2 separate regions of the Arabidopsis thaliana genome follow, and region 2 is linked to region 1. Evidence: chromatin contacts called from public capture Hi-C data. All regions are on one chromosome and are shown on one strand. The core of a region is the stretch at or near the end of the contact, and the rest is flanking DNA. Distances in the headings are between cores, read along the strand shown. Region 1 holds the start of AT1G08857 (a long non-coding RNA gene). Region 2 holds the start of AT1G67235.

Region 1 (3,880 bases), core at 808-3,307:
TTTTCTAGACTATATTCAAGGGCAGTTCACAGTCTAATCTATTTTGTAGTGAGAGTAAAAGGAAGCTACAAGGAAATTCTGATATCTAACGAAGTACGTCAAAAGAGAGTTGCAACGGAAGAGAAAAAAATATTCCCAAGAAAGTAATGCTTGTTTGTTGAAGTTTTTGTCAGTCTCCTAATTTTAAAATATTAGAGGGTATTTCTAGTTTTTAATGAATCAGATTCATACACCAAGTTACCGGATTGATGGTATGAGTTTCTGCGTTCGTGTGATTTTACCTCGATAAATATCAGAAAGATATGTTTGGATGGGTTTGACGGCGACATATCTGACTTGGTCGGCCAAATGCAAGCCCCTTTGACGGTGTGAGTTTTTGGGAAACGGCAGGTGCCACATACATACTTCCTTCTGTACTAGTACATTTAATGTGGTGTGGTTCCGTGTCTTGGCCAACGTTAAATACTTTTCTGTGTGTCGTGGAGAAAAGTCATAAAATTATGTAGCTTATAGTTTCTAAGGCCATCTCCATGAGAAACCCACAAAATTTCTCAAACAAAAAAATATTAATATTATATTATAATTTGATTATTTGATTAAAAAAGTATTTTTGTTAAAAAATTAAACCAATAGTGAGATGAGAATTGTCATGATGGGTTGTATAGAGTATCTCAGAGTTTTTCAAGTGAGAAACTTTCTACACTCTCTCCTTCATTTTTATTATTTTTATTTTTTTAATTGTGAAAAACTTTTATGAGATACTGCCAATGGAAATGATCTAAGAGGCTCATATATATCGTCCATCAATTCAAATGACTGCACCTTGATTCATGATTGTACCCAAGTACCCAACAGTTCGAAACCTGATCAGGCTCTAAAAGTGTTACAAAACACCGTAATGTTTCGGAAATTTCCTTAAATAGAGAAATTTCAAAATATTAGGAAATATTTTTCAATTTTTTAAGCTTTGAGGAAGAAGAAAAAACAAAACAAAACAAAAACAAAAATCTTTTCGAAGTAAACTAATACTGACATCCCAAGTCTTCGCTTCTGTCACTATCCTCACTTGACTTAGTCCTCAAGCCCTTCACCTTTCAACCTCAACTTGTATGCTTATCTCTTTTTTTTGTTTAATTCATTTCCTCTGCTCTTTTCAACATAAACTAAACCCAGAAGACACTTTGTTCATATCTCAAACAACATGTACTACTACTACCCCACTTTATGTTTTGTCCTGTTCTTCCTCTTTTCTTTAATTTCTCTTGCTTGTTCTTCAAGTATACAAGAACTTCGATTATGTGAGACTCAGTTTCAGTGTGGGAATATCACCGCTGGTTTCCCCTTCTGGGGAGGGAATCGTCTAAAACATTGCGGTCTTCCATCGCTGGAGCTTCACTGCAGCAAAAACATCACCTCTTTATTCATCTCAAGTCAAGAGTTCTATGTTTTACATCTAAATCAAACGTCTAAAACACTTAAACTTGCTAGAACAGACCTTTTAGGTTCAATTTGCAACTCTACTTTCACTACCATAACCTTGCCTCCAAATATTTTCGAGCTTTCTCCAACTTACAAGAGGCTCACCGTTTTCTACTACTGCTTCTTATTGACTCATTACGTTTCGAGTTATAAATGTCCTATGAGAGGTTTTATCTTTGTGTCTGAAAACCATGAATATCATAAAATCTGCGGTGACACTTTCACCGTGATTGTTCCTACACGTTTTGGTGCAGGAGAGAAAGAGTTGAATATGACCAATTTGGAAAGTGTTTTAAGTAAAGGATTTGAAGTAAAAGTGAAGATCGATGATACATCATGTCAAGAATGTTTATCCTCTCATGGAAGTTGTGGCTTTAATGAAACCTTGCCAGTGGGAGGTAAATGCAGTCCACTCAATCCAACAACACAACCACCGCCACAACCTGGTAAGTTTCGTATGCATCACAGATTCGCAATCATTTAATATCCATTTTCTTGAACAACTCGAGATATTTATTGAATCTTTCTCATTCTGAATACCTTTTTTTTTGTTTAACACTTTACTTAGACATATCAAACAACTATAGTAAGCCATGTTTTTAACATATATATAATATATGCTAAATTTTTAAATGAAAAATTTAGTGTTTGAACCTCCAAATTTTCTCACAATTTATATTTAGGAATTTTTACCTTCTATTATATAGAACTTATTTATATTTTGATAAAATTGATTTCTGAGAATCCACCACTGTTTAAGACATTTTTCATGCTCTATAGTCTATATCATGTTCCCGCAATATCCTCAAATGCGCAGCATGATTCATGTACTAAATAAGAGTTTTTCAATTTTTAGCTTAGGGAGAAGGAATGAAAAAACAAGGAACAAAAAGTCTTGTCAAAGTAAACTAATACTGACATCCCAAATTAGTCTTTGTTTGTGTCACAATCCTCACTTGACTTAGTCCTCAGGCCCGTTGCCGTTTCCACCTCATTTATGCTTATCGCTCTCTCTTTATATCTCTTTGTTTAAATCAATTCCTCTTATTTCTTCTCAACACAAACCAAAAACATAAAACACGTTGTTCATAGATCTCAAACAAATCATGTACTATCCCCTCAGTTCTAGTTTGATGTTCTTCATCCTCTTCTCCTTATTCTACCATCTTCCTTGTGAATCAAGTAAGTGTGAGAGTCTGTTTCAGTGTGGGAACATCACCGCCAGTTTTCCTTTCTGGGGAGGGGATCGTCACAAACATTGCGGTCATCCATTGCTAGAGCTTCGCTGCGACCAAAACAAGAGTACCTCTTTATTCATCTCAGACCAAGAGTTCTTTGTTCTCCATGTCGATCAAACATCTTACAGTCTTACACTCGCCAGACCAGACCTTTTACATTCCTTTTGCTCCCTTACATTCACCAACACAACCTTACCACCAGAAATTTTCGAACTTTCTCCGGCCTACAAGAGCGTCACATTCTACCACTGTTACCCGGTTCTTCCTGACCTTTCGAATTATACATGTCCTGTTATAGGTCCAATCTCAGTGTCTGGAAACCCTGAAGATCACGAAACCTGCTTTCCCAATTTTGCCGCAAACGTTCCCACGAGTTTCGTCACGAAAGAGAAAAAATTGAATATAGCCAATTTGGAAAGTGTTTTGGAAAAGGGCTTTGAGGTGAACATGAATGTCATCATGAAAGCTTGTCAAGCATGTTCATACTCTAATGAATCCTGTGGCTTCGATGAAAACTTTCCATTCGAAGTCAAATGCAAACCACACCATTCACCAACTGGTAAGTTTCTTATCCATCACTATCATTTCCTATCAATTTTCTTTGACGTATTAGACATAACTTATTAGTGAGCTTAGAAAGACGGTGATGCAAGATATATAACATAACTTGTTTGATATATTTTTTTTCCGATTTGGCATTAATTTAGCGTTTAGTCGCCAATCTATTTCACTAATTGATTAACAATGTTTTAAATCAATTTATGTATCTCTATATATTGCTTTTTTGTTTAATTTCCAAGAGTTTGATATGACCGGACCGTCCATCAACTTTAATAAGTGCACTATATCCATATAGTCTTCCAAAATCTTAGCTTTAGACAAAAGAGAAAACAAAGTACAAAAAGTCTTCCAAAGTAAACTAATAAATGACACCACAAGTCTCCTCTTCAAGTCTCTTTCTCTCTCTCTTTGTTTAAATCACTTCCTTTGCTCTCTCAACATAAACCAAACACAAAAGACAGTGTTCATAACTCTCAACAAATCATGTACTATCTCCCAACTTCTTGTATGTTCTTGTTTTTCCTCTTCTCCTCTTTCCACCCTCTTCTTTCTGCTTCAAGTAAACAAGAACTCGGGTGGTGTGAAGCTAAGTTTCAGTGTGG
Region 2 (4,405 bases), core at 1,536-4,035, 210 kb after region 1:
GCTATGGATACAGATGAAGAATGGGATGCCTTTGATCGTGAAGAAAGGGAGACATCAAGAGCTAAATACTCAAAAGATAAGCCACCTTACTTATGGATTAAGCAGATTTTTCACAGTGGAGAGGAGTTCAAAGATCATCTACTGAGGTATGTTCTCAAGGCAAACTACGATGTGAAGTTGTGTAAGTGGGCTCAAACACAGTTGATGGCTATATGTAGGCATGAGAATTGCAAATGGAAGATTTACTGTTCAGTTGATAAGCGGCTAAATAAGTGGGTGTAGTCAAAACATATGTTGATGAGCATGAACATGCTATAAGTGGTAAAGCTAGGATGTTGAAGCAAGGTGTAATTGCTAGACTATTCAGAGATGAAGCAAGAAGGAGGCCGACTTTGAGATGGACTGACATTAAAGATGAGATTATGATGCGTTACACGATCTCTGTTTCTAAGTGGATTTGTCAAAAAGCAAGAAGATTGGCATTTGATATGGTGATACAAACACAGAGAGAACAGTTTGCAAAACTATGGGATTATGAGGCAGAGTTGCAAAGGTCTAATAAGGACATCCACACAGAGATTGTCACGATTCCTCAGGATTGCGGTAAGCAGCAATTTGATAAATTTTACATATGTTTTGAGAATATGAGAAGAACTTGGAAGGAATGTTGTAGGCCTATTGTTGGTTTAGATGGGGCTTTTTTGAAGTGGGAACTGAAGGGTGAGATTCTAGCAGCAGTTGGCAGGGACGCTGACAATAGGATTTATCCTATTGCTTGGGCAATAGTAAGAGTTGAGGACAATGACTCGTGGGCCTGGTTTGTTGAGCACTTGAAGACAGATTTGGGTTTAGGTTTAGGGAGTCTTCTGACTGTTATATCAGATAAGAAGAAGGGGTTAATCAATGTTGTTGCTGATTTACTTCCACAAGCAGAACACAGGCACTGTGCTAGGCACATTTATGCTAATTGGAGGAAGGTATATAGCGATTACAGCCATGAAAGCTATTTCTGGGCTATTGCTTACAGCTCAACAAATGGGGATTACAGATGGAACATGGATGCTTTGAGATTATATGACCCACAAGCACATGACGATTTGCTGAAGACCGATCCAAGAACATGGTGCAGAGCCTTCTTCAGTACTCATTCTAGATGTGAAGATGTTTCCAACAATCTTTGTGAGAGTTTTAATAGAACCATTAGGGACGCAAGGAACCTCCCTGTGATAAATATGCTAGAAGAAGTAAGGAGAACCTCCATGAAGCGTATTGCTAAGCTGTGTGGGAAGACAATGAAATGCGAGACAAGGTTTCCACCTAAAATAATGGAGATCCTTGAAGGCAACCGCAAGTCAGCCAAGTTTTGTTCAGTTCTCAAAAGCAGTGAAAACATATATGAGGTGCCAGATAAGAGGAAGAAACGAGGACGACCAAAGAAGTTTGATAGGATAAAAGAGCCAGGCGAATCAGCAACTAATCCAAATAAGCTAACCAGAGAAGGAAAAACAGTGACTTGTAGCAATTGTAAGGAAATAGGTCACAATAAGGGAACTTGCAAAAAACCAACAGTGCAATCAGCTCCTCCACGCAAAAGAGGAAGACCAAGGAAGTCAATGGTACGTATTCTGACTCTCTCTTGGCCCATATTTAAGCACACGACCATCTTAGCCTTCTTCCTCACAATTGTTGTAGGAGGATGATGATCCATGGAGCATCAACAATGCTCCAAGAAGGTGGAGAAATGCTCCAAATGTTGCTCAAAGTCAGTATTCCAACCCACATGTTGCTCAAAGTCAGTCCAACCCACCTATTGCTCTCAGTCAACCGACTCAAATTCCGCAGCATTCTAGTGCTCCAGCAGCTCCTTCAAGTGGTACAGGTCGTGCTCGTGGACGTCCTCCAGGAGTAAAAAATGGTCAAGGCAAAAGTAAAAGTAAAGGCAAGGGACGTGGTAAAGGATCCGATGAAGCTCCAAGACCTCCTGTCTTTTTTATGTCCCCTTAAACTGATAAGGTCTTCGATGTATGGCGACCTGAGAAGAAGTAGGAATGACTTATGTTCTCTTTGTCCTTAATGACTTTGTAGGATTACTTTCTAGGATGATATCTATGTAGGATGATGTGTTTTGGTTGGTAAGATCCTGAATTGTTTTTGATGGGATCTTACTATTTCTAACGGCTCTTTTGATCAATTAAAGTAGCATTTTGATTATCGAAACAAAGAGTTAAAGTTTTACAACAACAAAGGTTCCCCAATAACAAAACAACAAACAACCTTAGCATCAACAACGTTATGTCCCGAACAAGACAATGAACTAGGACCTACTTCTTTCCCATTCCAAGGCACATCCCAATGACAACAATGAAACATCCCCAAGACAACACAATCAATTGCCTAAGCATTTTTTCTCTCTCATTAGCACCCATAACTTCAATTGCAAGTGTCTTCTTCTCTTCATCAAGCTTCTTCTTCTCTTCTTCAAGCTTCTTCTTCTCTTCTACAAGCTTCTTCTTCTCTTCCTCAAGCTTATTATTCTCTTCCTCATACTTCTTCAAATGGTCGTTTGAGCCAGACACTGAGACACTCACCTTCTGTTCCCTCAAAGCCTTTATACACTCGCTTAGCTGCCGAATCTCATCTCTAGCCTCCAATAAGCTCTGTTTTTGCCAACCAAATGGCTTCTCTGCATCTGCCCAGTTGATGAAGCCATGAACACCACATCTAACAAATCTTCTACCAGGATTTTCATTTGTCCAAGCCTTAGTAATTGTCGTAGCCCTACCACAACTGCAAACAGGACCCCAGCTACGGCTGATTGAATTTGCATCAGATCATGAACTTTGGCTCATCATCTTTGAGAAATAAGCAAAGATAGAAATTTTTTTAGGGTTTGTGAATTTGAAATCGATTTGGGGAGAATGAGAAAGGGCAACAGTGTCTTTAAATTGGACTAATTAACCACGTGTGGTTATGTTTTAACCACATTTAGTGGTTCTGTTAGCAAAACTAACAATCGTTAACTCGAGAGCATGAAGTTACCAACATTTAAAAAATCAGTGCTTTTATAGGCAATCGAAATTAACTTGTGTATTTTTCTTCCAATTTTAAAAGTACAGATATTAAACGACCAAATTAAAAATAAATGAGGATTTTTTAAGCTTTTTTCTCCTTTAGAATCCCTCTCGATTTCTCACTTTCATACGTGTGAATCCCTCTCAGTTCAATTACGTAACTGTGTTAGCCAATCTGACTCTCTTATTACTGCTGACAGTGTCAATCCTTGAGTGGATACGTGATGATTCCTTCATTTGACAATATTCTTTCAAAGTTTTAACATATACTAGAATTGATTGTTCAATCATATTCATCATTGTTTCATCTGATTTCAAACTTAACTCAAGAGAGAATACAAGTCTAAGGTTGAAATAAGTTCATACACGATGAGTCATGATCCAAAAACAACCGATAAAAAAAACCACCCATGAAGGGTTACATGAAACTTGGGTAAATCGGTCCCTTTGAGATGCCAAGACGAACTTCCATCCCGTGGTGGAAGTCTACCGGCTTGAATGTCTCGGAATCACGAGGATCTGCAAGTGATGAAAAAAACTAGATTCAGCTAACCGATATACATACTGAATTACTGAGATACCATCAAATTGGTTTCTACTGATCTAAAGAAGTGAATCTAGCATTGAGACACTTGCAATTGGAGTAAAAGACATTTACCATTCAAGTAATCCTCAAAACCAAAGTCATCCACAGCTCCCGTGTAGACTTCTAAACCGAGCATCGACGACGGAATTGGTCCAGGAGGTCTCTGAAACCTAAATATTCCAGAGAAAAAGAAAAAATTGAGAACTATACAACTTATTTTCATAGTGCTATTAACAACCAGCAGATAATACAGCAAACAGTTTAGACCCTGAGCTCAATGATACACACAGATAGTTTTGAGTACACAATAGATACCACTAATGCACACAACCATTATACATAATTGGGACCTATTAAGTGTGTGCATCTTACTAAGCAACATAGAATAGCTTCTCAATGCATTGATTCACACATTTCATGTAAATCTGAGTGTTCCAGTACAAAGAAGTATTAGCAGAAGCTTACCTTGAGAGAATTTGCCTATCCATATCCATCTTCAACGGAAGTGCAGTCCCGTAGGCATGCGCAATGACCGTCCTCTTCAACGCCTCTTTCGATTTCTTTTCCTGAAACCGATGAATCAACAGAGATTCAAGATCTAGAGAGTAAGAACAGAACCCTAATTATTAACCCAATTTAGAACCCTAGTAAGATTGAAACAACAGTTTCTACTCAAATTGAACCCTAAATTTGCGAATTGCAAAACAAAGTAATCAACTAATCAGGCGATAGAAGAGATTCAGGAATG

Evidence for each region. Capture Hi-C pulls out chosen DNA fragments and counts their contacts.
Region 2: a contact with region 1 is called in a capture Hi-C map of seedling, with 1.6 times the contacts expected there. A contact is called at or near these places in 2 of 3 other capture datasets (root and seedling).

What each region holds. Positions count from the first base shown.
Region 1 is chr1:24,947,571-24,951,450 of TAIR10.1, forward strand. AT1G08857 (a long non-coding RNA gene) reads right to left here and starts at 2,058. Exons shown (of 2, transcript NR_139511.1): 1 at 1,496-2,058; 2 at 823-1,395. It overlaps AT1G66880 (Protein kinase superfamily protein), which reads left to right. Exons shown (of 9, transcript NM_105359.3): 2 at 1,316-1,925; 3 at 2,722-3,276; 4 at 3,865-3,880.
Region 2 is chr1:25,160,319-25,164,723 of TAIR10.1, forward strand. AT1G67235 reads right to left here and starts at 2,786. Exons shown (of 1, transcript NM_001334284.1): 1 at 2,189-2,786. The coding sequence starts at 2,786. The coding sequence ends at 2,322. It overlaps AT1G67250 (Proteasome maturation factor UMP1), which reads right to left. Exons shown (of 4, transcript NM_105394.4): 2 at 4,123-4,223; 3 at 3,730-3,827; 4 at 3,281-3,590. The coding sequence ends at 3,490. It also overlaps the pseudogene AT1G67240.